2 separate regions of the Pan troglodytes genome follow, and region 1 is linked to region 2. Evidence: chromatin contacts called from public Hi-C data. All regions are on one chromosome and are shown on one strand. The core of a region is the stretch at or near the end of the contact, and the rest is flanking DNA. Distances in the headings are between cores, read along the strand shown. Region 1 has its middle 340 kb from the start of CWC27. Region 2 holds the start of ADAMTS6 (ADAM metallopeptidase with thrombospondin type 1 motif 6).

Region 1 (3,249 bases), core at 643-3,142, 390 kb before region 2:
ACACCCACCTCCATCTCCTTTTGAAGTAAGAAACACCATTTGCAGTAGAATGCTTCATTTCCTGAGCATCTGCTTTGTGCCAGCCACAGCGCTAGACATGGGCATACAGCAGCTTTACTGCTGCTCAGCTCCTGTGTGCCCATCCTCTCTCCTTGCCCTTCCCCATCCTCATCACTCCCCACGATGACTCGGAATTCACCCTTCACCCACAAGCCTGCCTCCCTTGATAGCCTGGTGAAGAGTGATATGGACACAGGAGATAATCAACAAATACTTGTTGAAGGAGTGAACTGGAGGAGAATCCAAATCTTCAGATCCTCAGGCCTTCAGCTCATGACACATAGAGAAACAGTCACTGGTCCCCTGGGAAGCAGGGTCCTCCAAAGCTGTCCACAACACCACCTGGAAAGGGGGAAGAATTCCTTTCTGGGTGAGCCGCACACCGACTTGCACCAGGGGGCAGAGTGAGCAGCACTTTTGGAGTTTGACCTAGAGCCAGGGCCTTTTCAAGGGAGTCCTCCCGGAGCCATTTGAGACCTCCCAGTAAAACAATATGTTTTCTGTGCTTCTCAGCACATTCATGTTTCTAGTCAAAGTGCTATTGGGAAATGTTAACTTTTTCTACCCCTGAAGGAACAGTGGCCGCTGAGAGACAGTGTGACAGAATTGTGCTGAGGGGTCTTCCAGTCTGAAAGGCCAGTTCCAGGAAGCCTACAGTGGGAAGTAAAGGCCAGTTACAGTAATCCCATCATTGGGAGGTATTCTTACTTTTATGTACCAAGAAGACAGTATAATATTTAGAGGACAGTAAACCCCAGACCCACACTGTTCCATTAGACTCTTCCTTACTAGGTCGGAGGCAGCACTCAGGCACTGTAAGCCTAGCTTTATCAAGACATAATTCAGAAATGCAAACGGAAGAAATTTTACTGCAAATGGTATTTCTTACTTCAAAAGCGAGAACTGTTTTCCCTTTTATGGTATCTTAGATATCCATTTTTTGAAAATGTTTTCCCAGCACATTACAAATTACTTCAGAGTTGGGAAATGCTCCTGCTAGGAAGAGGCTGAGTGCTCGGAGGGTTGGTCTCGAGTCCCGATCAAAACATTGTTTATTTGGGCAACTACATTCTTCTGTCAGTAAGGCCTGGGGAGTTTACTATTAATCCCAAATGTAAACCTCTGTTAGAGTTGCTTACAAAAGGCGACTACTATTTAACTCTTATGTTCACAGCACATCTTGTTAATTCCTCCAATAAAGGAGAATTCAGCTCTTGCGTTTGAAATTTCCAATTTTTGGTTAGGTGACCTTAAACTACTTCACCCCTGATCTCTACTCCCATCTTTATTCTTTCTCCACTTACGGTGGGACTTCCCTAGAAAACACCTGAGGTGTACCAATTTTAGAGGGGACCGAGGGAGAGGCAGGAAATGGTGCCTGGTGAGAGCACGCTCCCTTCCTGTCTCAGAGGGTTGCTGTCTGGACGGCAATTGAAGAAGAATCAGAAATACGTACTGAATTAGGATTGCTAGAGTTAACAAAACAAACAAACGCACACGAATTTTTGTGTGGGTCATACTTATGCTCAAAATTTGTCGTTGTCTATCTGATATTCACAAGGAACTCAGTGTGCTGTATTTCATCTGGCAACCCTTTACTGAATGGATAACCCAGACTTGGACGAAACAGTGGCTGGAAGGTGGAGGCCCTCAAAGTCTCAAAGAGAGAGGTCCTCAAGATTTCTTTTCTAGGGCATCCTCGAGTACTCAGGGTAGAAACACAGAGTCTGTGGTGGCCTTGGGGGCAAAGACGAATGGGTTCTCTAAGGCTGGCCCACCATGGGGAGGAATCCGTGTTGAATGGAGACAAAGAGAGGTGTTAGGAAGCAGCACTGGCGTCCTGCTTCCTCTCCCTATGGGTTCCCTCTGCCTTTCTCCCTCGTCTCTCCCGGAGGGCTCTCTCCCCTCCACACGCCTCCTCCCCAAGAAACCAACATAAGATAACTCTCTTCACTTTAGTTCTCCTGTGCCTGGGTGTAGATGGGAATAAAGCGATGAACCTACGGGGCGAGCGGTGGGCAAAGCTTTCTGTGTATTTGCAGCTCAGCAGTCGAGCGTCCACCCCAAGCTGCATAAACTTGGGTGCCCTCGCCTCCGGCAACCCCGGTGCTTCAGTGCTCCCGACCTTTCTCTGCCGCCCCTCGCCTCGGCGGCCGCCGGGAGCGACTGTGGGGTGCGCCGGTCGCCCCGGGCCCGAGCGGGAGGAGAGTCCCGCCCCGCCGCGCCCCGCCTCCGGGCGCCCCGACGCTGCCGGCGCGGACGCCATTGCCGCGGCCGCTGTTTGTTATTAAACTGCCCACAGAAAGGGCTTCGAGTAAAAACACCAACTTTCCAGTCGGGGCGGCGCAGGTCCCCGGGCCCTGGAAAGTTCTGGGACGGCCGAGGTCTCCCCGGACACCCGCACCCACGCCCCCGTCGTGCCCTTTCTGGCTTTTGGCTTCCTCTCCTCGATTTCCCTTTTGTGCGGCCCCGGGCAGCTTCCTCAGGCCCCGCCGCCCCCACCTGGCCGCCCTGGGAGCTGTTCCTCCCCCAGCAGCAGGAGCATCCAGCTCGGGTTTTATTTCCTCCCGAGACACTCGAGGAAGCCTCAGGTGGGTTTCCATGTCAACCTTCACTGAAATCCAAACATTTGGCTTTCTCAAAGGCAGTTTAACCTCTGCCACCATTTTTTTTTCAAAGCTTAAAAAAAAACCTAGAGCTTTCAAAAGCCGCAGGCTTCTGGGGGTTTCTAGTCAGAGGGTGATAACACATCTTGAGACAGGATATGTATAATTTGTTTGGTTTCACGTTTATCCTCACAAAGCTAAACAGTAATGACTGAGAGCTATGAAAACACTTAGGTAAGGAGAGGGGCTAGAGCAGAGATAAAAGGGATAATTGGAAACAGAGGCGAAGCCTCCAAGTTGCACCTTCTTGAATACTGTCACAGCCGGGCAGGCCGGGGAGCTCATGGCAGGACGCGGCATCTCTTAATTCTGGGCACTCCGCAGCCTCTCCTCTTCCAAGGTTTACTTACGCAAGCTTAGCTGCAATTTTCCACAGATACTCGTCCTGGTTCCGGGCCACCTTCCCCAGTAAGAGACCTCCTGAGACGGGAGCTGGGGGTTGAACATGTGGTGAACACAGGTTCCAAGCTTTGGAACAGGCCACCTGGAAATGGGAGATAACCTGTTGAGATAAGGGATTTAC
Region 2 (3,569 bases), core at 780-3,279:
ATTCTTCAAAAATTCAAAACACTAACGATCACATTTAAGCACAGAATTAACATAAACCAGACTGCAGTTACCACTTTGCTGCAACACAAGAAAACAATTATCTCCAAAATTAATTTTCTTAATTTCTTTCAACTACACCAATTTTGTGTTACGTTTCTTTTCCTGTCATGAATTCTGAAAACTGTCATCCCCACATCTAAACATTTCAGTCTAATCAACAGAAACTAAAAAGAAAGAAAAAAGAACAGAAAATTAGTCCACGACACTTGAACATAAAAAGAACATGTTGAAAATCACACTCAAGTGTCTTTTTTAAAGTTCCAAGCAATGGTTCAGTTTCCCTTTTTCTCTCTGCTCTGCACACCCTCACCTCCCCCCGCCCCCACCATTCCACTTCGCCCAGACAGAGGGTAACAGTCTGAGCTGCCCTGGTTGAGTTGATCCTAAAGTTAACATTCAGCAGCCCATTTCCAGACAGCAGCGCTAAATCTATTTGGATAAAACGCGTGTGACCCAGACAGTTGGCATCTGGCCCAAACGCGTTGCACCGGCAGCTCAAATAAAAACAAGAGTAAGAAACTCACTCTCTTGTTCCCTCTCAGTGCGCTTTCTCAATCTCTCGCTCACTTTTCCTCTAGTACAGGGAAAGAAAGCATCAAAGACAGGAATTGTAGCACATATTATCAGAAAGAGGCTTCCCAATACCCCATTCCTGCACTCTCACTCTCCCTCCTCAATCCCTGAACTTTGGTCCCATACACCATATATACAGACATACCCCGATAAACAAGGCTCCGGAGGGTTATGAGTCTAGCACGTCCCAAGTGGCCAAAAGTAAATCAAAAACACACGTTTCCATCTCTTTGATTAGCCTATTAAGAGCTTAACATGTCCTAGAGCATCGGGGCTACAGCTAGCACATTAATGCTACCCTCTGAGCCCAGGCATAAAATATGCACTTGTCTGAAGACTTAACGACACTGACATGAAACTACAAAATGCATAAGACTTTTCTTTAAGAAAACTGGAAATCAATTTAAAACACACACATCATTATTACCTTCCGGATTACTATTTGGTGATCAGTTAAAAGATTACAATAATCATAATCAAGTCCACTTCACAAAACATGTATTGTATATTCATAAAATAAACGTATTTTTTTGCATCATAAAATAACTGCAAGTCCCAGAATTCTACAACCCCCGACAAGTCTGGAGTTAAAAAGATATCTATTTGTAAAATGAGTTCAGTCAAGCTCACTCATTGCCATTAAAAAAAAAAAACAAAAAAACACACACACAGAAAAAAAGTTTTCTAAGCGTTATTCGGAAGACAAGCAAAGCACAAGTTGTTGGTTTAAAAAAAAAAAGCTCCATTGAATATTGTTAAGTCTTCCTTACCGTTTTCATCTTCAAATTCTGATAAAAAGTAAGTTTCAGACAATAGAGATTGCACTGGACGACTCACGTACTCCCTCTCCTCTCTAACTTTTTTTAATTTTTTTAATTTTTTTATTTTTTGCCCCCCTTTGCAAAGCCACACCAGCCAGTTATTCTGCAGCCAGAATAAAACCCTATGGTCTGGCTAACCCGGGCTTTAGAGAACTGACTTTCCGATTTGGCAGAATAAGAGATGCCTTCAATACATCTAGGCTATCACTCTGAGATGCTGCCTTTGCAAACCCCCTTTCTCTCCCTCCCCACCCCCCAAAAAAGGAAAGGAAAAGAAAGAAAAGACGGGAAAAAAGACTTATTGGGGGTGGAAGTGGTGCCCTCTCTTCCTGGAAAGCTTAGTGCCTTTGCTATGCAAATAACATGTGCAGAGCATCAAAAGGTATCAGGAGAAAAGAAGACAAGAGGAGCAGGAAGGGCAGCAAAGTTTTGTTGAAGTAGCCCTAGATCTCACTACCGGCCCCCAGCCAACTTGAATTGCAGCAGGAGAAAATTTTGGCAGCTTTTCCTCGGAGGCAGAGCACACTGACGTCAGTCTGCAGATGTGCCTGGGCTGCGTCGGGTGCGCATGTGTCCTGGGTCGTCACGTGGAGGGGGAGGGGAGGTAGAGGTACAATCGGGGTAACCAACTACCAGCCATTCAGAAGGGCTTAGACAATGTCAACTTTTCCACACTGTGAATGAGAGAAATTCTGGCCTCTCTAACCTCTCTGTCCTATCTCATTCCGCCTCTTTTCCTCCTCCTCCTCTAAACTCTCTTAGAAATTCTAGCCTGGTTTGCTATTAGTTGTTTCTTAGAAAAATGAAGGGGGAGGGAGAAGGATGAATGACTTTAGATGGACTAATGTCACTGTTAAGATCTCTGGTGTCATTCTCCGTGTAATTTTATTTTTAAAATCCACACAATCAAAATGTTAAAACTTGCACGTAAACAGTGCCTCTGAGGAAACTTAAAGCTTAGATTCGTGCAGCAGGCACAAGACTCAGTAGCTACAAGTGTACAAAATGCCTGTGTTTTATACATACTTCAGCAAGTAAGGTTAGCACCAAAAGGGAAAGTAAACTAAAGTAAACTAATACCAGCACATTTTCCATCTGATTATCGACTTCAGGTTATGTGGAGCTTTAAAAGAAGAAGAAGAAAAAAAAAAAAAAAGTAGGGGAGGAGGGAGCGGGGGAAGGAAGAGAGAAGCTTGCATTATTTCCAGATGAGGGTGAGACTGGATGGTGTTTTAAAGTGCAACCGGGAAAAGCCACAAGTGGAGTGTATTTTTTTAAGTCAGTCCATTGAATGAAACTTCAATGACTGCCCAAATGAAAATAAATCCGAAGTAGGACCCCACCACCAAAAAAAAAAAGGAAGGGAAAAAAACAGGAACCCTGCTGCGATCTCAAGATAAACAAACAAAACCTCAAAACTGGTTCTTCAACCTTCCCAATCCCACCCTCCCTCCCCCCTACCCACCAGCTGCCAGTCCAGACTTTAAGGATAAAATACCGCTACAATGTAGCACTTTCACTTTCATTTGCTGAGAATGAAAGCCGCTGGGGAGAAAATGCCCAGTGTTTTCCATGTCCTAAGCAAGCAAACAAAGTCTGGCACATACATCGGAAACAGGAAAAAATGTGAAAATAGCTCAGGACAAATGTTGCCTTTCAACGGTGTAATCTGCTGCATCATTTATCTGTCTCTACCATTGAATGTAGAATAGGGAGCTGTTTAAGAGTTTCCGAGGTTGGGGGCAGGGGAAAATTGACGCCTTGAAATTCCAGCCCTTAGTTAATGCCAAGTCGATTTCCGATGGTGAGAACCAGAAAGAACTGGACCGGAGGGAAGGGGGTAGGAAGGATGATCTTTCTGAATACCGGCTCTTAAATTTCAAGCTTCTGCTAACATTATTGCCCATTTGATTTTTTTTTTTCTTCCTACGCCGGAGGTAGTAGGTGTAATTCTTCTGGTGAATCTATGAATAGTTGGCTAAAAGGAGGCATGAATCAGACTGAGAACGTCCAAGAATACAGTTATTTCAATTCTTCTTCAAGGGTTTAAAGTGGAAAGCATCTGTCCACAGAGTCAATAGTCCTCATCCTGACCTTAATCAGTAGTATCTGGCT

The links. A called contact is a pair of places that touch in the nucleus more often than the background predicts.
Region 1: a Hi-C map of induced pluripotent stem cells shows a contact between it and region 2, with 2.2 times the contacts expected there. The contact joins the enhancer-like site here to the promoter of ADAMTS6 in region 2. A contact is called at or near these places in 3 of 7 Hi-C or Micro-C datasets (blood, induced pluripotent stem cells and stem cell-derived neural progenitor cells) and 1 of 1 datasets of contacts at active chromatin or transcription factors (stem cell-derived excitatory neurons).

What each region holds. Positions count from the first base shown.
Region 1 is chr4:49,536,229-49,539,477 of NHGRI_mPanTro3-v2.0_pri, reverse strand. No RefSeq gene overlaps it. Among named protein-coding and RNA genes, the nearest start is that of CWC27, 340 kb to the left of the region's middle. Within about 2 kb of position 1,892, at least 13 of the 24 cell types and tissues checked have an H3K27ac peak or open chromatin away from gene starts, as enhancers often do. A contact at or near this core is called in induced pluripotent stem cells, stem cell-derived excitatory neurons and stem cell-derived neural progenitor cells, where this site is marked.
Region 2 is chr4:49,150,548-49,154,116 of NHGRI_mPanTro3-v2.0_pri, reverse strand. It overlaps ADAMTS6 (ADAM metallopeptidase with thrombospondin type 1 motif 6), which reads right to left and starts at 2,029. Exons shown (of 26, transcript XR_010157222.1): 1 at 1,404-2,029.